4 separate regions of the Mus musculus genome follow, and all the other regions are linked to region 3. The links are chromatin contacts, called in public HiChIP or PLAC-seq maps. All regions are on one chromosome and are shown on one strand. The core of a region is the stretch at or near the end of the contact, and the rest is flanking DNA. Distances in the headings are between cores, read along the strand shown. Region 1 overlaps Sgip1 (SH3-domain GRB2-like (endophilin) interacting protein 1). Region 2 overlaps Pde4b (phosphodiesterase 4B, cAMP specific). Region 3 has its middle 24 kb from the start of Gm24869. Region 4 overlaps Pde4b (phosphodiesterase 4B, cAMP specific).

Region 1 (4,817 bases), core at 1,825-4,324, 240 kb before region 3:
GGAGGCAGAGGCAGGTGGATTTCTGAGTTCGAGGCCAGCCTGGTCTACAGAGTGAGTTCCAGGACAGCCAGGGCTACACAGAGAAACCCCGTCTCGAAAAAACAAAAAAATGAACAAAAAATCAGCTCTTCCTTCCCTCTTGCCATAGGCAGCAATTAATTCTCTAGCTGGGCTACCAGATTTGCAGCCTGTTCTAGTGAGGCGCTGTGTGAGTCTCAAGAAAGGGGCGGGCATGAGAAACACATCTCTCCCTTGCGATTGCACTGCACTGTTAACAGCACACAGCTTCCTCTGAGCAAGCTCTGTGTGCATACCCTTGAGCTGCTTAATCAACCTACTTGGGCTTATTTACTATGAAAAGTCTTTCCCCTCTTACAACACTCAGTTCAAAGGACCCTTTCTGTAGCCTTCCTTACCATCCTCATCTTTTAGCCTTCTTACTTCACACTTTTCTAGGTTAGATATATGGACAGATTTTAAAAAAAAATGTGTAGTCAAAATATTAAGGTCTTGTCTTCTACCGAATCATATTTACACCCCTTCTTCACCAGACTCTGGATTATCTCATAACACAAACCTTATTTTCCACCCTAGGTGTCTTCACCTATTGCTTCCGGTCTGGTACAGTGCAGTGTAATGGTTTGGTAGAACTTAGATGAGGGAGTCAGCGGGAGTCATTTAGCATCATTTAGTCACTTGAGCATCCCCAGCCTTGTTTGGATGCTGAAGACACAGCAATGGAGAAAGGGGTCAAAATTCATCTGCTGGAGGCTCCATTCCAGTGGACAGGGAGAGACAGACAATGGAAAACTGGGGGAAAAATGTATGTGTGGGGTGTTAGGGGTATGGAGGTGGTGGGGGAAGGGAGGGAGGGATGGAAGAGGTGGTGGGGAGGGTGAAGGGAGAGGAAGGGGCTGCTGTTTGTTGGCTGGATAAGAAATTCTGTTTGATAAATTTGTTGAAAACCCAAAGTGAGGGGTCAAACTGCTCATGTACATGGGAGAAAACTTCAGTGAAGCAGAGAGAGAGACTGAGTGGGAGACAGAATGAGGCAGAGAAGAGAAACAGCTATAGGCTAATGTGGTGGAAGTGGAGAGAACAGGGAGGTATATAGACAAGGAAGGAGGGAACAATCCAGGTTAGATCAGAGAGGGGGCAACTGGGTGTGGCTGGCAGCTCTTCATCAACAGAACACAGAGCGCCCAGGACCTCAGAAATCCCTGGGAAGTGTTTTCCCTGGGAACAGATGAGAGTTTGGAGCAAGGGAGTGGTGTGCTGTGCGGAGATGGACTTCAGAGGGGCCAGAGTAGAAGCTGAGAACACCAGTTACATCTCTAAATATGTCAGTGAGTGAATAAATGAAAGCCAGTAAGAAGGTAAGGTAGAGGACCCGCTGTGTGATTCCCCCAGGATTTCCACCACAGAGTACACATTCTCTCCACATTTTATTAATTTTTAAGAATAAATATGCTTCTGTTTTCTTAGTTCTTATCAGTCTCAGTGTTCAAGGCATCAGTCAGCGACCAATGACTCTTCCAACTCCTATAACAGGTAGTTGGTCAAGTTGTTCTAACAGAGTCTACAGGACTAATATCTATGTAGTAAGTATTTGTCAGCCTAAGCTGGCAGTGTTTATGTGCCTTATATGAGCCCCTCTCCTTTCTCCCCCATTCTCTCTCTTTCTCTCATGCCCCACCTCTCTGGATCAACCCCAGGCTTGTAGTGTTTGCTTCTTTGTATTATTATAGATCTAGAATAAAACCTAGTTGCTGTTGAAAAAGCTATGCCGCCCAGGAAGAACGAAAGATCGAGTGACTGGGTAGGATGACTCGGGGGCTGGATTACTAATTATATTGGCTTTCTAGGAGTGGATCAGGAGAGTCATGATGTTTCGAAACAATGTTTCAGAAGGGGAGAATGGATCCATACGTTGCCAGGTGAATTCCCACTTAAATGTGTTGCTCCAATGGTATTTAATTCTCACTGTTTAATAAAATTAGTAATGCCAATTGTGAGCACATCCGAGGCTTGTCCTAGATTGTAAGTTTTTCTTGTTTTTAAAGCCCGGTTCTTGTGAGTGAAGATAGAACTAAGAGCCATTCATCGCTCACTTAGGCTTCTTTTTGTTTATTGATGGGACTCAGGCCTAGAATTAAATTAATGATGCACTTGGCACACTTCTGGTGCAAGTGTTTGGTGTGCAAGGTAGATTAATGATTCCTGTCAACAGTTTGGAGCCAGGATTCCCATTGGAACAGAGTGCTGAGAGCCGTATATCTCTCTGTGAAGAAATGCACACATAAGATGTGGCTCACGTACGTAACGTACGTACGTAACGTCAGAACATGGGAGGCAGAGGCAGATCGTTGTGAGTTCAAAGCCAGTCTGTTCTATGTTGCCATCTCCAGACCAACCAGCTACATAGTAAGATTGTCTTTGAAAAAAAAAAAAAAGGATATGCACTATAATTTCAGAGAATTTTTAGATTTATGGATCTGATCCATAGAACTCTTTTTCAGAAGGCAGGGCTGTCAGTGTCCTCCCCACCCTACCCCCACACTAGATAGAACCAGGCTTTTAGAAGACCGCAGGCCTCATCCCAGGCTTACTTGCTTGGATCTGCTCCTTTGAAGTAGGCGTTGACAGTTTCTGTGAAAGCTGCTGCGACCGGGAGGGTGTCCTGGGCCCCCATAGTTAGGGGACTGGGCCCCCGGGAGGAACCTGTGGGAGACGAAAGACTTCCACTTATTTTCAGCTTCTGTAAAAATACACTGTATATGTCAAAATACAAATACACTGCATTAAAGTTCACTAAAGGATCGGAGGGTGGGGTGACTCTCACTAAGAATGTGATTAAACAGTAGCTGTGTGTTCAACTCAGAGCACAAGTATTTAAGAGGAAATATTTGGCTGGCTTGTAGACAAACGTACAGAAGAAAATCCAAGCAGATAACAAAGTCACAAGGGTTTACAATCGTCCTGTATAAAGCAAGAGGCAGTATTTGCATGACAGTTTGTGCAGCAGGTGGTTAAAAGAGAGAAGTGTTAGTTTCCTATTTCCCGTTAGAGCCTTCCACCAATCACGTGCTCAGATTGAAAACTCACACGCCTTCCTTTGGAAGAGATGGTCGCGTGGTGTTACAGAGCTCAGAGCTATGTTTCTGCATTATTTCTCTTTTAAAAAGCTCAGTTGCTCTCAGACTCAGCAGGTCAAGCTCCTTGCCTGAAGCGTGTGCCACCGAAACGTACACATTGACAAAAGAAGGCACTCATGCCTCGGACCAAAGCGGTATCTCCGTGCACCAGGCGAGCCAATGAGTGCCTACCATGCAGGGCTTCACTCCACCTTCCCCTTAGTCCGGAAGATAGGCAAGTCACATTTTACAGGAGAGGAAGCTGAAGTTTAGAGAGCGTTGTCCAAGATAATACAGTTTTCCAAGCAGTAAAACAAGAATCCAAACCTAGATTTGCTTTTCTGTAAAGTTTGTATTTTTACCGTCATGGATTTTTGCAATCCTCTCTCCCCTACTTTTTTCTACTTCATTCAGCTCTTAGTATCTTGTACTTGGTAGTTGGTCATCAATTTAATGAGTATTTGTTAGTATCATGTATCAAGTCCTCGGGTCCCTCAGCTGAGGATGCTCAAGATGAGTTAAACATGGTCTTTGTCCCGGGGAGCGACACTTCAGTGTGTAGTTATGGCCATCCTCATACAACAGCATCCCCACTGGCATTACCATTTCCGAGAGCACAGGCCTCCCTCAGCATTCTTTTCTTCACATTTACTATCTGCGTTATGATACTCACTTAGCAGACTATATTACAGGCATGGCTCCCAGCATGCAACACTTCCAGGGGATGTTGGAAACCTTAGGATATTGGGGTCTCATGGAAAGAATTTAAGTCTTTGACAGTATGCTATTGAAGGAGATATGACTCTACCTCTTTCCTGAATAACTCTTTGCTTTCTGGCCTCTATGAGACAAAAATGCCCCCTCCAATACACATTTTTGACAGGATACACTGTGCCACCACAGGCCTACAGCCCAGGGCCAAGGAACTGTCACCCCAAATAAACCTTTCTTCCTTTTATGTTGATCTTTTTTAAAAAGTTTTTTTTTTTAATTTTTATTTAATGTGCAATGGCCTGCCTGTATGTCTGTGTGAGGGTGTCAGATCCTGGAACTGGGGTTACAGACAGTTGTGAGATGCCAGTGGGTTCTGGGAATTGAACCCAAGTCCTCTGGAAGTTCTTAACTGCTATTAAATAGTTAACTGATGAGCCACCTCTCCAGTCCCTAAATTGAAGATCTTAAACATTTTATTCCAATAACAGAAAACCAATTAATACAGGACCAAGGCTCAAAGAGTTTCTACAACTTGCTCAGTTTTTGTCTAGCCGGAATGCAAAAATTTTAAGATTGCTACTAAAGTATGTGTGAATTCAAAATGTAGGCTCTGAGGACTATATTATTTTGTTTCCCTAGTGGAAAATTATAGGGCCATATGGGTCAAGAAAACAATTTCAGACAATTGGAGTGTGCATGCCACGGGATTGCAGATTTCCTGAAATAGAACCAAGATCATACCAACCTTTCCTTAAGAATCACCTATTGTTAGATCCGAGAAAGGTGATGTCTACACTCATTTATAGATAATTAGATAAGAACGGAAGAAGTGATTTTATAGTGTTGCTCAATTCATTTGCTTACTTGGATATTTATGGAATGATTAACAAGTCCTGAAGACAAGGTTCCCTAGCTGATACTAACAAGTAGGTCAGAGTGGAAAGGGGTTTAGGCTGTTATCATTATAGC
Region 2 (5,003 bases), core at 1,000-3,499, 210 kb after region 3:
CTTCATTTCATTAAGGTGGAAAGGAAACCACCTTAGCAGAAATTTTAAGATTTTTTTTTACCCTTTGGGTGGCAAAGCTCGGGCAGACAATGGACCGCTTTATGCAGAGCAAAGAGCCAAAAGATAAAAGAAACCGTAAGCTAAGAGAAGTATAGCTCTGGGTGGGAGTTCCTTTCACATAATAAACCACACTAGCCAGATGTCTCATGAAAACCACGCCAAGGACATAATTACTGCTTAAATGCTACATTCAAGACAGGGAGTGGTACCCTGGAACCCACGTTAAATATCCCAGAAAGCAACTTCTAAATTCCATGGATCTTACAGCTCCAATTGTTAACATAATGCATGTAGTGGGGAGGGGGAATGCTTTCTGTATGCCGTGTGCACCCCTGGTAGACAATCTTATCTTCACTTTCTTTTCTTATTTATTGGTGGGCACTGACCACCTAGCAGTAGAGTGGCCTGTATCAGTGGACTCTCAGCTCTCCAACCTACCCCTACCATATTGGTCCACTTGTGGCTTAAAACCAACACCACTCAGGTCTTAGCCAGAACCTCACAGAAGTGCTCTCTGCCCCTATTGGAGAAGTGCTAGAGGATCTGCCTTTCCTGAAGTTTTTGTCCTTTGAAGCTGATTATAGAGATATGTGAGATCATGCTGGAGATAGTAGCTCATACCTGTATTCCCAAGTACTTCAGAAGCCTACCCCACGTCTACTTGGATCTGTGTAACACATCAGTTTGGTCTCAAATATGGTTATACTAAAGAAGCTTGTGAAATCTATAATCTAGATTGCCATGAGATCAAGGCCAGCCCGAGCCACAAGGTGAGTTAGTGAGTTCCAGGTCATCTGGGGCTATAGAGGGAAACCCTATCTTGAAATAAGATAATCTAAAAGTCTAACAATACATGGCAAGACTAACTCTATAAAACACAGATATGGACTTGCAAGAAGATCAGCAGATGCCGAGGGCTAACTGCTGGAGACATACTCCCTTTTATAAATATGTCTTGTCTTGGACAAATGTGACACAAGGCGTCCTGGTTTGAGAGATGGTTCTCAGTGTGAGGGTGATCATGCCTCTAGGTACATTCTGTGCACGATATTTGTTTAGGGTCTTAAGATACCTGTTTCCCAGAGCTTTGTGTAATCCAGAACACACAGCGATGTGAAGACCCAATTTTTAAGGAAGCAGCTTCAATGTATCAATTATCAGGGTTAGGCTGTCTCTAATGCTACTGATAGAGGAGGAACAGCCACACCTATGCTAACAAATAGCATTGAAAATATCATGCCAGCCCCATGTCTACTTGGATCTGTGTAACACATCAGTTTGGTCTCAAATGTGGTTATACTAAAGAAGCTTGTGAAATCTACTCATCATTTCTTCCTTGTCCCACCTGTAACATTCTGACCTGGGGCTACATTCTTAAGGACACTGGCTTAGTTAATGTTTGCCTTTAGCTTCTCTGATTGTCCTCTGTTTCTTACATGGCTCCTACATAAACGTTTAAGCTGTCCAAGGACTTTTTCTGCACCCAGGGGGAGTGAACAGGTGCTCACTAGAAGCTGTGTGGTTGATCATAGTCAGGTCATTTAATCTCAGCCTTGACTCCTTATCTGTAAAGTGGAAGTAATAATATCTGTCACGACTATTGCTTGTGGAGGCCATTGCTGAGATAATTGATATGAAAACCCTTCTAGGTTCAGTAAGATGAATTATCAGTTATAATAGCTTACAGTTACTATGCTATATGCCAGTTGAGTGCTTTCTGAATATTAATTCACTTAATCCCCATACAACCTTATCTTACAGTTTAGGAAACCAAGATCCAGAAAAGATAATTAACTTGCCCACGTATATGATTTCCAAGCAGAATGATTCTAAGCAGATTCCAGAACTGAATGTGTGGCCAATATGAATAGTCCCAGAAACCAATTACCCGGAGAACAACACGCAATGGTAAGGAAATTCCTAATTTCCAGTAAAGACAGTGTGTTAGGTCATTAGCATGCCTTTGGGCCAAATAGAGATCACTCAGGTAGGCTTAGCAGGATCAGAAAAGCATATTGAAAAAGATGACACTCAACCTAAAAGATGTCAGAACATGGCTAATCTGACTGTGACAGGTATAAGAAGACAGTCTAGGCAGAAAGTGTAGAGGGGAATAGACAGAAAACTCCTGGGTCCCAGTTGCTCCAGCCCATGTGACAGAGATGTGATCTGACTGCTCACTGATTAATCACCGGCACTTCCTGTTAGCACATAAGCCACAAAGGAGCAGAGACCTTAGCTGTGTGGACCACTATGAGATCATCAGTGCTTGATATAAAGTGAATGGCCAGTAAGTATCTGTGCAATTAGGTACATGCAGGCATGGATGAATAGTATGTATGAAATAAATATTCAAGGGATGGATTATTAAGTGAATAAATAGGAAGCAAAGCTCCAAACCCAAGTTCCACATATTGGCTGGGTGTCCCTGAGTGTTGAAAGTTTCAGATTTGCTTTTTTGTTTATATCTCAGATTCTGGAATATCTTAATCTGCATGGTGAGAAATCTTAGGGAAGGGAATCAAGACTGAATAGAAAATTCATTTGTTTTATGTGCACATTCCATAAATAACCCAATGGCGATCTCATAGTGCAACTCTGTGCAAGCGATCACTCGAGGCCAGATGTGGATCTCTTCATTCTTGGCATCATATCAGAGTTCAAAAAGCCTGAATTTTGGATTTTTTTGATAGGGAATGCTCAACTATTTCTTTTTTTCTAAATATACTACAACCAATGTTCCATCATGTTAATTTAATCTGGGTGGTGAGGCATCTTAGCTACAATGTATAAGCATCTACTTTTCATCCCAAAGAGTGGTCCCCTGCAATGCCCTAGCCAAAGATGGGCATGATCACACAAATAGTGTGTAAGATAATGCTCTCTGGTGAGAGCCTGCAGAACAGTGGAGAGACCGGGATAGGAGAGATGCCACAGCAGTATGCAACTTCCTCTTGCAAGGAGACTTACTGCAGAACAAACCACAGGACAGTGAGAGGAGGATAATTGTCCAATTAGGCTCTACCTGCACTTCCTATTACCTGCCTCATCAGAATCTGGATGAAGTCAAACAAATGATGGATGGACCACTTAACAAAGACTGAATATAGATCCTGCTGTGGTAACTACTGACTGGAAAGCAAGAGAATCAAGCCTCAGATCCAATGTTTCTCTAACCCATGGTACATCCACAAGCTAGTTGCCAGATTCCTGACACTCAAGATTTCCTTCTCTAAACCAGAGGTTGAATGCATGGGTTTGCAAACCTCTCCTAACCTTTGCCAAGATCGTGGGTTCTATGACCCTCTGAGGCTATGATGATCTTTGAAACGCAAGAGAACTTCTTGGCCCTTAGACTGTATATTTCCAGATGGGTTGTGTGTTGTGACTCAGCTTATAGGGCTGGTCTCTAATGTTTGAGTCCAGTGTCCTTCAGCGTTCTGTGCTGTTGTGGGAGGGAACTAAAATTCTGCAGAACAACGAGGCTTACTTGTTCGGCGCTCCATGAAGGTTCGTCAGCAGGGTGAAGTTGTTTCTTACACTTCGCAAGCTGGCAAGAACCTGCAAGGAGAATGTTTCAGAATTGGTTAGGGTCAAAGGACTGTATTTAAAATCACACCAGTGATGAATTTCAGGCGAGCATGATCCCTACGTACCTGGGCAAAAGGAGTGACAATCAGGTCATCGCCGTGTCTGGTGAAAAGAGAGAAAGAAGCAGAAGAGATGAATATCAACTGCGACACACATGTTACACTAAGTTTATCAGTGTTAGTGACCTACTTGTTCTGGGAGAAAGGCAGGAGCCCATGAACCTGAAAGAGAAAAACACTACCCAGCTCGTGACTCCCAGCCTAACTGTGTGATTCTGTCTAAAAGCTTTGGCAAGTAAGCATGTGCCCTTGGGGCATGCGGTCCCACTAAATGGCAAGCCCAGATTCCTATAATTCATACTGACTTGTGGATTTGACTTGCCTGAGCCAGGAAACTCAAAGGGCTGCCCATAGGCACACTGTGCACTGGAAAAAATGGTATAACAGTCTGGATAAAGGGTAACATTGGATTTCCTGGCTTTTGTTGATTTGAACCACAGCTTTAATACCATTTAAATACAGATTTCTGTCTGGGAATTCCATTACTTTTTGTTTTTAATATAATCTTTTTTTCTTTTTCTTTTTAAAGTACCCAAGGAAAAAAATTTTAATGGGAATGTGCAGTCTGAGCCTCCTAAGCAGTAACAGTTGACACTCATCTGGTCCCAAAGACCTAATTACGCTCTACCTCCTGTTTCATCAGTCTGCGCTTGGGACCAGTGAAACTATGTTTGCAGCAACGCACTTTCCGTGCGCTGGCATCTGCTCCCTTAATCTGCTAAAGACTGCCTTCAGCAAGCTCTCAGCTGAAGGTTTGGGAAACCGCATTAGCCACCATCACCAAATTAGGTTAATTTGCTGGCACCCCGTGAATCAGCAACATGGAAGCTGATGGCAGTGAACTCCCCTCCCTGTCTGGCCTACCTCCTCTGTCCTCTACCATCACAGCAAAGGTGGCCCTTCCTTCATGGTCATGCGAGGGTACCCTGCAATAATTAAACACCTTCCGGGTACCAGGCACCATGCAACGTTGGGTTTCAGAGCGGAAGAGCACGAGTGTCCATGTCTACCCTTCTCTGATATGGGCTTTAGCAAAGTGCCTTGTTAGTGTGGCGGTCTCCACCCTCGTCTTTAGTCAGGCATTCTCTGAAACGCTTCGAAGGCCCAGTTTGAACAGTGATAAGAACCAGAAAGGGAACTGGCAAGCAGTAAGCATTCTTTATGTGATTGGCTGTTGTGTGTTGGCAAGCAGTAAGCATTCTTTATGTGATTGGCCGCTGTGTGCACTGGTACATTTACTATTGGCCGTGCAGCTGTGAGGCAAGCACATCGCAGGTGCTATCAAGTCAGTAG
Region 3 (5,114 bases), core at 2,338-4,837:
CAACTTGTAAAAGAAAGCATTTAATTTGCAGCTCATGGTTCCAGAGGGTGAGAGTTCATGTCTATCATGTCAGGGAACACAGCATGCAGGCAAGCATGAGCGGTAGCTGGGAGCTTATATCTTGTGACAACCACTATGAGGCAGAGAGGAAGAAATAACTAGGGATAACATGGGCTTTTGAAGCCTCAAAGCCTGCTCTCTCCTAGTCTTTCCTCAATATTTCCTCAATATTTCTACAACTTGGGACTGAGAATTCAAACCACTGAGGCTGTGGGGGTCAACCCCATTTAGACCACCACGATGTTCTAAGATGTTCCTGTAAATAATTCAATGGAAGTGGAAGCAATCCTGCTGCACAGTAGCCCCGTAGACCTTGTGTCTCTGAGATATTTGCCTAGAGAAATTGTGGTCCGTTATCAAACTGTTTAGCGACTGTGATGGCTAATATTGATTACTAACTTGAAATGACCTAGAGGAGAAACCACTGGGCAAGTCTGTAAGAAATTTTCTAGGTTTAGCTATTTGAGATAAGAAGACCCATCTTAATGTGGATGTTATGCTGAGGACCAGCCCCGGCTGTTCTTCTTTCTTGTATGGTTCCTCTTGAGGCAGCGGAGGGGAAGAACATTGATGGAGCTAAGACTTGGTCTTACAAGATATTAAGGGTTGCTGTTTAATAATAAAATTGTTGCAGGTAGTTTTGAAAAGCACACTTGGTCCTTGCCTGGTCTCCTTGTCCAGTGCTGTGGCCCCTCATGACTTATCTCGAAGATAACGCCCCCACTGGCTCCACTTCCATCGCACCTGTTTCTCCTGCTGACTCTGCTAAGTCACCCAAGAAATCAATGGGAGAAGAGATCCTTGGTCCTATGAAGGCTCGATAGACGCCCCAGTGTAGGGAAATCGAGGGCTGGTGGGGAGGCGGGAGTGGATGGGTGGAGGAACACCCTCATAGAAGCATGGGGAGGAGGAATGGGATAGGGTGTTTCTGGGAGGTGGGAAACCGGGAAAAGCGATAACATTTGAAATGTAAATAAAGAAAAAAATGTATAGAAAGAAAGAAAGAAAGAAAGAAAGAAAGAAAGAAAGAAAGAAAGAAAGAAAGAAAGAACTGTCCCTCCTGAGATACCACTCCCGCTCCACAAACCGACTGCTCTGGCGGCCCATTTTCTCCTGTCCACCTGACTCGCCTTGATGGAAAACGCCAGACATCCTTAATATTTTAAAACCAGCCGAATAACACAACTGTTGGGTGAACAATTTCTTGCCCCATCCTCCTCAGCCTTGGCAGCGGCCTGCAGAGGCTACAAACTATTGGTCCCTGAGAGATGTCTGTTACTTCTTATCTGCTCCAAATCCCAATCATCTCTCGTTCCCATCTCTTCCTCCTGGGACCCGGAAATCTCACCTTATTCTTCGCCCAGTGATGAGCTTCTGCGGTCTTTATTGGCCCAATTAAGAAACAATTAGGGAACCAGATTTTATTTATTAGCTCCTCCCCCTACATCTCACCTTTTCTGTACAATAAAAAAATTTAAAAACCTCTTCTCCCAGATATAAATTGAAAAAAAAATCATGACAAGTAAATTACATGGTATGAGGTATAAATGACATCCAGTTCATCAGCTTGTCAATTTAGATTGAGTACTCTACCGTCTCTCCTAACTTAAAAGGCTTTTACCATTCTACTCCTGAGCTGTGTCCTGGTTTTAGATTGTATACCATCTGAAAAAACATCCTCTCAAATCTATATCATCTCTCTTAATGCTAAACAGCTTGGGTTGGGTATGAGACTACAACCAGTCTTCAACCCCACCAGAAATCTGAGAATGACTTAAAATTACCTGAAAATATAGGAAGCACTAAACATATCTTCCAAAACTAAGGCAATGTTGTGACAGCTGACTATCTGCACAGTGCCCCAATCGTTTAGAATCCAAGGGCATCCATCTCCGGCCTTCTGGCCAAGGATCACCAATCTGACAGACTTATGCAGAAAATGTAAGGGCCACTGTCCCTGTCTCAATAAAGCCAGTAGTTGACTATTCTGCAACATGTGTCCTTCTCTAGACAGAATTGTCTGTAGATGAAATGGGCGACTTCTGCTACACTATCTATACTGGATCCTCACAGGAACTCCTCTCTGATATTCTCTTTTTGCCCTGTGTGATGGAAATCCTGCAGCTTTGGATCTGCAGGACTGTCCATCATGTGTTTCAGCTGATCATAGGTGAGGTAGATGTTGGGGTGGACCAACTCAAAGCCTTGGATCTGGGCCTGAGAGGTATCTGAATTGGTCAGCCTACCAACTCTCCTGTGCGCAAATCACCAGGGTGGGCTCTTGAGCACTGCTCCAGCTGGCTCACCCAATGCCATGTCAGTTCTCCTGCTCTCATGCCCTTGGAGCTGGCTCTCCCCTCCGCTGCCATCAGGGTTAGTTTTACTGTGCTGCTAGGTGAAGGATAGGGCTAGCCAGCTCTCCCTAGCATGGTAGCTGATTAGGGGCAGGGGCAGCTCAACACAGTGCCTCAAGTGACAGTCCAGACCAGGGATATATGCATGGTCTTGGGTGGCAACGTGGACCTTGGGCATCAACACAGACCTTGGCTCCCAAAGTAGCATGGACTCAGAAAACATGGACCCAGATGTCCCCATGGCCTTGGGCCTGCAGCCAGGCCACTTAGATCAGCATGGACCTTGGGGGCAGCATAGCCCTCTGATATCCACATGGTCTCCAGCATACACCCAGATTATGGAATCCTCTTGGCTGTTGGTGGAAACTTGGGCCACAGACTTCGGCACAGTCCACAGCTGAAGCAAGACCATGGACCCAGCCATGACCCTTGGCAGCATCTAGGGTCAGGAATTCACCATGATCTCCTCGTATCTGCATGTTCCTTACTACCACTGAGTCTCCAGTTCCACCTTTGCCACAGTATACTCATTCCTTTGCTTCACATTTCTCTTCAGTCTTTCCACCACATAGTCCATCCTCCATCTTTCCCATCTCTCCATCACACATTCGTGCAGTAGTGGTGCAGGAGGCAGGTGCTCAGGTTTCTCCCTTCCAATTTGGTGGCCTGGGCAGGTACATCAATCTTGTGTATATGTGTGTGTGTGTGTGTGTGTGTGTGTGTGTGTGTGTGTGTGTGTGTGTGTGTGTAGACAAATGAAATCACTGCAATTACTTTGAGCACATGTGATTGGGAATGAGAGCCAACAGGATATCTGGAATTCAGTTCTTTTACAGTTGTTCTCGACTGAATTCTCCTCAGAATACTTTTGTTCTGTATACAGAGGGGTGTGCACATACTCTCAATATTGTAGCTACATGTAATGAGGAATCACTGAGAACCTTAAGAAGGTAATTGCTTGTTCACATCAGAATTTGGGGGAAGATATTTAGCTGAAGAAGAGAAAACTCTACAGACAGGACATAAACTGGAGGAATTGGCACCAGAGGCTAAAGCAATACATCAAAATCAGTATAAACCACAGAAGGAAACGAGGTGGGGAAGAGATGCTCAAAGGCTGTAGAGATGGAACCACAGATTACCACTGATCTCCTCCGTGTTTCACTAGAACCTGCATGAAAAGAACCACAAAGAGTGATGGGTGAAAGACACAGTCATATGTTGCTTGGTAATCGGGATACCTTCTGAGAAGTGTGTCCATAAGTGACTTTGTTGTGAGAACATCATAGCGATTGCTTACATAAATTAAGATGGTGGGTGATAAAATATCTTTGAATGCTGGCATTGACCTCAATTTCACAGTGTAAAACTACATACATTATATGTGAAATTACATTGAGGGTTTTTTTTTTAAATATCTGTAGTGATCTCCACTCAAAAGGAAACTGTCAAGAAATTATGAATCATTTGTTAGAGTTGAGTATGTTTTGGAAAGAGGCATAATAAATCAACATCTGTGAACAAACTATTTTGGTAAACTGGGTTGTGTCAAATACTGAGAATGAATTCTATGTAAACACCATGTCCTTTCGAAGTTATGTCTATGTGGTTTCTGGAACCTCAAGAGGAATCAGCCTCTGACTATTCTCCTTTTTGTATTGACTTGTTTACAGTTTGTTTCTTCTGTCCTAGACCTGGATGTTGATTGCATCTTCTTTCTTAGAGTTGTAAGTTGGCGTTTATTATGGAATTTAGCATTTAGCTTCACCTTTATTTATTGCTGGTAGCTCTTACAGATTTTAAGGTAGACTTTTTCAAAGATGGAACTTGAGTGTCAGGACACTTGAGTTTGGAGACTGTGGAGTATTCATAGCCTCATTATTGAACATGTCTCTGAGTGTCCAATGCAGGACCACTCACTCAAAGTGTCCCTGTAGATTCTAGTATCTCTTGGTATTTTCCGTGTCATGATGATCCTCTAGAGAAGATGTCTTCTTTCTCTAATTTCTTTATTAAATAATAGAGGCCCTGTTACTATGCAAAGTACAGTTTATATAAATTACTCATCCTGTCACACCAGGAGTCTTACAAGGCCAAGAAAACAAAACAGAGAAGCACTAAGTCTCTGCTCCAAACAGTTCTGTCTTGGTGTTTTTCTTAATTCTTAGTAATAGGCAAATCCCTGATATTTTCAGGTAATCGAGGTCATGGAGACTCACTTAAGCATTTTTAATTTTCAAATGTAGAGTTGCGTGAATGCCACCAAAATCACATAAAGGGAATGAATGACTCGCTTCCACTATTAACGGATAACCCAAGCTACAGAATTGCTTTCAGTAGCAGGGAAGGATGCTTGGCAAGAAGAGTAACCTTTAAAGAGTAACAATTGGGTGAAGCTAAGACCTTTCTGCTCTACATAATGACGCTATAATAGCTCTACAATCTCCTAGTCTAGGGACACACTGCTTGCATAGATACAAAATCCAATAAAGGCCTGCAGCAAGAGTGTGGCCCTGTGCCTTGAGGAAGGTTACAAAAGATGGTGGCAACTTGATGGACTAGGTGTGGTCAGCTGAATATTGGATGCACAGTTGGGAAGAGACGTAAACATTGCCAGCCTCCTGGGCTGTGAGGCCAAAGTCCTTCTCTTCCACACATTGCTTTGATTGACACATTTATTTCTTTTTTCTGTCCTGGGTA
Region 4 (5,044 bases), core at 111-2,610, 140 kb after region 3:
TCCATTAACTTGGACTACATCCTACTCTCTCCCTGTTTCACCACTCAGGACCTCCCAGGTAAGCTCGTGTGAGCCTCTGCCACAGCCCACATACCTTCTCCCCAGTCCCGTGTTGCTGCTACATGGCTGTGCCTGGGGCCTCTGCGTGTGTACCTGTGTGGAAGCACACCCACATAGAGGCCCTTGGAAGAAGGGTAAAAGCCATTTGGGCAGGGAATGAGGAGTCTGGCCAGAGGCACAGTAAGGTCTAGTAGGAAACCCATTTTTTTTTTTTGGTCTGATGAAGCCCTTCTGCACAGCTGGAAGAAACCATACTAAGGCTTCCTTCAAACCCAGGGAGCAATAAAAGGCCCCTCTGTGTTAAGGGAAACTCCTTTCTCACCATCATCATCGATTAATCCTTCAACAACCTGCATCCCTTCTCCTGGGAGAGTTCTGAGATGCATCTACTGGCCAATGAGATCTATTTCCTTTCAATTCCGTTAGGCACCGTGTTTCCCATAGTTACTGATTGATTGTTCAGGGGTACAGAAAATGACTCCCTTCAACTTTAGAACGCTTGTCTTGCCTCGGTCATGATCACCTCCCAGAATTACACATTCAGGTTTCCTAGTGCCTCCAGGCTGGTAGAATTGAGTGACTTTAGTTAGTCCCTTCCGTCCAAGGAGCCCAGGCTGGTACAAGTTCTCAGAGTGGAGCTGGAGAACTAAGCCTGCACAGCCAGGAGGACTCACTTTTCCAGTAATGGTGTCTGTATGGGATTTCAGGATGCCTCAAGAAAGTGCCATTTATCCCCCACTCCCAGCTGGTGAAGTGCCGCAGCAAACGTTGACTCAAGGACTCTACTCCAGCTCCTTAGTCCAAAGGAAGCTTTGGTATCCGAGACTGGACTTTCCAATTTCAGAACGTCCAATTTCATCATCTGGGTCCAAACCTGTCCCAGGCAAAGCTGATAGAGAAAGAAAACAACGTCCCACCGCAGGGTGTTTGGAGGGTATCTGGGGCTGTGACTAATCATTTGAATGTAGCTGCAGTTGAAGATACAGTATGTTCATCTTTCTATATCCACTATACCAGGTACTAATAAGCCTTTTGATGCTTTTCACCTGAAAATCCTGGATGAACGACTATGCTTCTCTGTCCAGAGTGGGAAGGAACACCTCCCATCCCTTCCCAGTCCCGCCCCACCTCCCCGGGATTGTTCTGGGCCCATCCTTCCTCAGCCACTGTTGTTGCAACCCTGTACTTCTCTGACTGCGTTGGTCAGGAAGGCGACAGGAAATTCTAGTCACCCTCACAGCAGCTGTGCCATTCCTCCTATCCTGCTCTGATGACGTGGGTTGGCTTTGGTGACAGGAGCTCAGGAACTGAGCCATAGAGAAGGTCGGAAAGAGAGGTCACTGTTTGTGCCGCACTTGGCCTGGGGATCCCTGTGGGGCTGTTTGCTTTCTTCCTTTCTATACTGTTTCTCTTTCCGTTCCTCTTTTTTTGGAGGGGCAGAGCTCAGGCATCCTGTTTTCAAAACAGCAGGCTGTTTTTTGGCAGATGAACTCATGCTCTAACGCATTTTTTGCTGAAGGGGAAGACAATTCTTCCAGGTAAGGAGAGCTGGCAAAACTCAAAACAACAATTAATGTACAAATCTAAGAGGGGCCAGCCGGCTGGCATACATGCCTAACCTTTAACTTGGACTGGTCACTGAGGGGTCCAGGCATTCTTCCTGACACCAGAAACCATGCCCCTGTCCTTCAAGCTCCCGTTCCCCTGCTCCGTCTTCTTACCAGTTTTACTTTTTTTTTTAAGTTTGAAAAAGAAAATGTTCTTTAACACTAATTCACCTGGCTGCAAGTGTCTCTAAAATTTTGAAATTCCTCTTGGCCTATTGCTAATATTTAAGGGTCAAGAAAACTGAGGCAAAGACCAAGACTGTTTTTGTTAGGTACAGTAGCAGTTCCTGTCCACCTGCCCTAAGAAGCGCAGGGAAAATCTGCTCCACTTATGAATCCTTCCATTTCTTTAGGCCACAGGTAGGTCAAGGAAAAACATAAACAAACAAGGAAGCACTGCCCGGTCCAGGTGTAAGAAACCCTAAAGGCCATTTGCTTTCCCCCTACCAGACAGGCCTTTCTTCACCTTCTCCACAGACTGGCACCTATGTTACCAAATAACACTCACTTCACAGGACAGAGGCTCTGCCATCTGTGCTCTGAAGTCAAGTTCAGACTTTGTAAATAAAAGCCTTTGGGTCAGCTCTGAAACACAAGTAGGGACACAGATTTGGTTTTGCAACCATGAAGTAGGTGTTAGTAAGGGATCGCTCACAGGATTCCTGCTTCCTGGCAGGCGCTTTCTTAAGCGCTTTGGGGATACTAAACCTGGTGAGATGAGACCCACCTCTATACTGTAAAACTGAATCTCTGGGCAGTTAAGTAAAAAGACTAGCAAGTGAGACTGGCAGAATTGGAACCATGCGCCTCCAGTTCCAAAGCTCTTCTTCGCAGTCTTCCACCCTCTGTAAGGCGTTACATTTATGTTCCCTTTCAGCTCTGGAATTCAGTTTTGCTGAGGCTCCTTTGTTCCATAAAAGTAAGCCAAATGTGACCAAATTTGGCTACTTAGTGATAGCAAAGAGGACCTTTCCAACTACACAGAACACTCAGATCATTTCAACACTGAAAATTTTAATGTAAGGTAAAAATTTCATTGTGCATAACTTAGTCTCACTTTCCCAGATAATTCTGATGAGCCTTTTCTCTGGTGGTCACAACACATTCTCATTGGGCTGTTATACATCACACCCCTGCCACTGTGCTCAGCTTCGCCCAAGACATTCATCTGACCAACAGTGAAGAAAACAGTTCAGTGGAGAGATCTTCTTTAAAAAATGGTATCCTCTCATTTACCCCCTGCATAACTGCTTTGCCCTGCCACCTTCCCACTAGGGACCTTGCTAACAAGTGAGGCAGCTAGTAGTTTCTGCTTCAGCTAAACCTGCGTGGCTCTTCAGTGTTAACTCTATTCAACTTTCATTGCTTCCTGCCTCAGACAACCATCAGCAAGGACTGGAAGCTTGAGGGACTGAGAATTTCTGGGTCTCAATGCACGCCTCCTTTCATTCATTGATACATTTTTAATAACTTTGCAAGTTAGGCAGTGGACAAGGCCAGCACTCTAGACACACACACACACACACACACACACACACACACACACACACATGGCATGCAAACCAACGGGAATGTAAAGATTGTCTGCTCTTGTTCTCTTCTGGTTAGTCCCTGGTTTCATCTTGGTGACTCTAGAGATTCATGGCTTTCCTAGAGAAAATATCACCACAGAGTTTTAGATCCGCAGGTTGCATCAAATATCACAAAATAAGGGACCACACAACAGCTGCTGACGCTGTGAGGCAGGCAAAGCCACTGCAGAATATTCTCTGTAAATCCCAGAGTGATTTGGAGAAGTTACGCAGTGAAGCCCCCAACATGGGGAAGCGGCTGGGTGTTACATCAACCTGGAAAGTCCCAGCTTGAGAGAAGTCAGAAAATATTAGTTAAAACCCCAGGGCGGCTTCTCTCTTTACTCCCCACCGAGGTGAACTCTGAGCTAACATTTTAGAGCGGGCTCACTTCTGCTCTGTTACTGATCAGTCCATGAGAGAGTTTCAGAGTAAGAAGGACCCTACTGCCACCATACACACACCAGCATCTAAGGATGCCCTGTTTCCTCTGTCATGGTGCTTTGAAGAGGAGCCAGCAAGCTCTGTTCCAAAGAGATGCTTTTCCCCCAGGAAAGAAGGGAGGAAAAGTTCAATCAGGAATGCACCTTGGGCTGACAGGGTAGGTGGGGTACAAAGCCTCTTCCAGCCTCAGAAATGTAGGACAATAGGACAATACCTTAAGCTTGAGTTGTAGGGAGCTTTGAAGGTATACTCAGAGGGGTGCAGTAGAAGCAAGCCTTTCCCTTCAAGTACACCTATGTAGATGTAGATAAATATATAACTGCACAATTTCTACCACACACACACAGAGACACACACAGACACACACCCCTGCACACAGACACACATACACTTGTACACCCTTCTACACACACACACACACACACACACACACACACACACACACACACACACATCCATACAGTTAAAATCTGCATGAAAACGTGTAAACAAGCAGAAAACAACTAGCAACAACCCTCACTATATAAATTAGCACTCTGTCCAGATGTTAATTAAACAAATGGGATAATGATAGATAATTAAAGCTCCCCAAAACCAAGTTTGCTTTTGTTTTTCTGAATATTGTAAATAAAATCAGGGTGGTGTTTTTTTTTCTTTTTTCTTTCTTTAGTATAGGTGTATTTTAGTTTTAAATGATTTTCACCTTTAAAATTAGGAAAAACAAAACCCAACTTCCTGTGGTAGAAGAACAAGTATATTGTATCCTTCTTTCTTCTTTTTCTAAGTCTCAGACCATGTCAGCATCACAAAGGACGTGTTATAAACCCCCAAATGCCCTTATTCCCAGCAAGAAATTGTCAGACTTGAAGGAAATTTGTGTTCTCATTTAAAAAAAAAAAAAGCGATGGATCTACTTTCTCGTCAAACACGTGTCTACTGAACGGATTAAACTGTGGCAAGACTCAGACAGACTTTAGTTTTCTACAAACCATTATATATTTTAAAAGGCACTTACATTCGTAAAACGATCTGGAAGCAACGCAGATACCTCTAACTTATATTCGATAACGCACAAATTCGGAAACGTGTTTCTGGGCATTAACACCGACTAAGAAATTTCAGCTTACTGTGGTAGCAAGGTACGAGCAAAGAAAGTGCTGCCGCACTTCGACCAAGTCAACAGACAGGCTGCTGCCTGGCGCTCCAGTTGTAGTTAGTGAAAGAGGTGTCCTTACCTTGTTTGAAGCCATCTCGCTGACAGAGCGGTAGGTCTGGATGGTCTCTAGCTGGTCTAGGCACCAGTCTAGTTCCTCCAGCGTCTCCATTGCTAGTTTCTGATATGATTCTTCTGGAAACAAACAC

Evidence for each region. HiChIP or PLAC-seq counts read pairs in DNA pulled down with a chosen protein or histone mark.
Region 1: a contact with region 3 is called in a BATF HiChIP or PLAC-seq map of CD8 T cells, with 5 read pairs. The contact joins two enhancer-like sites. A contact is called at or near these places in 1 of 15 datasets of contacts at CTCF or cohesin (pro-B cells), 3 of 484 Hi-C or Micro-C datasets (gonadal supporting cells, liver and nephron progenitors) and 1 of 115 datasets of contacts at active chromatin or transcription factors (CD8 T cells).
Region 2: a contact with region 3 is called in a CTCF HiChIP or PLAC-seq map of CD8 T cells, with 7 read pairs. The contact joins two enhancer-like sites. A contact is called at or near these places in 4 of 15 datasets of contacts at CTCF or cohesin (CD8 T cells, the NIH/3T3 cell line, large pre-B cells and 1 more), 45 of 484 Hi-C or Micro-C datasets (the 63-12 cell line, B cells, the CH12 cell line and 27 more) and 7 of 115 datasets of contacts at active chromatin or transcription factors (CD8 T cells, DN3 thymocytes, T-cell acute lymphoblastic leukemia and 4 more).
Region 4: a contact with region 3 is called in a CTCF HiChIP or PLAC-seq map of CD8 T cells, with 9 read pairs. The contact joins two enhancer-like sites. A contact is called at or near these places in 1 of 15 datasets of contacts at CTCF or cohesin (CD8 T cells), 1 of 484 Hi-C or Micro-C datasets (Th1 cells), 3 of 115 datasets of contacts at active chromatin or transcription factors (CD8 T cells, DN3 thymocytes and bone marrow-derived dendritic cells) and 2 of 9 other capture datasets (adipose tissue and liver).

Annotation. Positions count from the first base shown.
Region 1 is chr4:102,954,003-102,958,819 of GRCm38.p6, reverse strand. It overlaps Sgip1 (SH3-domain GRB2-like (endophilin) interacting protein 1), which reads right to left. Exons shown (of 26, transcript NM_001285852.1): 20 at 2,610-2,721. Among named protein-coding and RNA genes, the nearest start is that of Tctex1d1, 30 kb to the left of the region's middle. Within about 2 kb of position 3,074, at least 41 of the 459 cell types and tissues checked have an H3K27ac peak or open chromatin away from gene starts, as enhancers often do. A contact at or near this core is called in CD8 T cells, where this site is marked.
Region 2 is chr4:102,496,372-102,501,374 of GRCm38.p6, reverse strand. It overlaps Pde4b (phosphodiesterase 4B, cAMP specific), which reads right to left. Exons shown (of 15, transcript NM_019840.2): 3 at 3,717-3,753; 4 at 3,551-3,621. Among named protein-coding and RNA genes, the nearest start is that of Gm52668, 17 kb to the left of the region's middle. Within about 2 kb of position 2,249, at least 28 of the 459 cell types and tissues checked have an H3K27ac peak or open chromatin away from gene starts, as enhancers often do. A contact at or near this core is called in CD8 T cells, Th1 cells and group 2 innate lymphoid cells, where this site is marked.
Region 3 is chr4:102,710,419-102,715,532 of GRCm38.p6, reverse strand. No RefSeq gene overlaps it. Among named protein-coding and RNA genes, the nearest start is that of Gm24869, 24 kb to the left of the region's middle. Within about 2 kb of position 3,587, at least 21 of the 459 cell types and tissues checked have an H3K27ac peak or open chromatin away from gene starts, as enhancers often do. A contact at or near this core is called in CD8 T cells, Th1 cells and group 2 innate lymphoid cells, where this site is marked.
Region 4 is chr4:102,570,752-102,575,795 of GRCm38.p6, reverse strand. Pde4b (phosphodiesterase 4B, cAMP specific) reads right to left here. Exons shown (of 15, transcript NM_019840.2): 6 at 4,918-5,030. Among named protein-coding and RNA genes, the nearest start is that of Gm52667, 3.8 kb to the right of the region's middle. Within about 2 kb of position 1,360, at least 146 of the 459 cell types and tissues checked have an H3K27ac peak or open chromatin away from gene starts, as enhancers often do. A contact at or near this core is called in CD8 T cells, where this site is marked.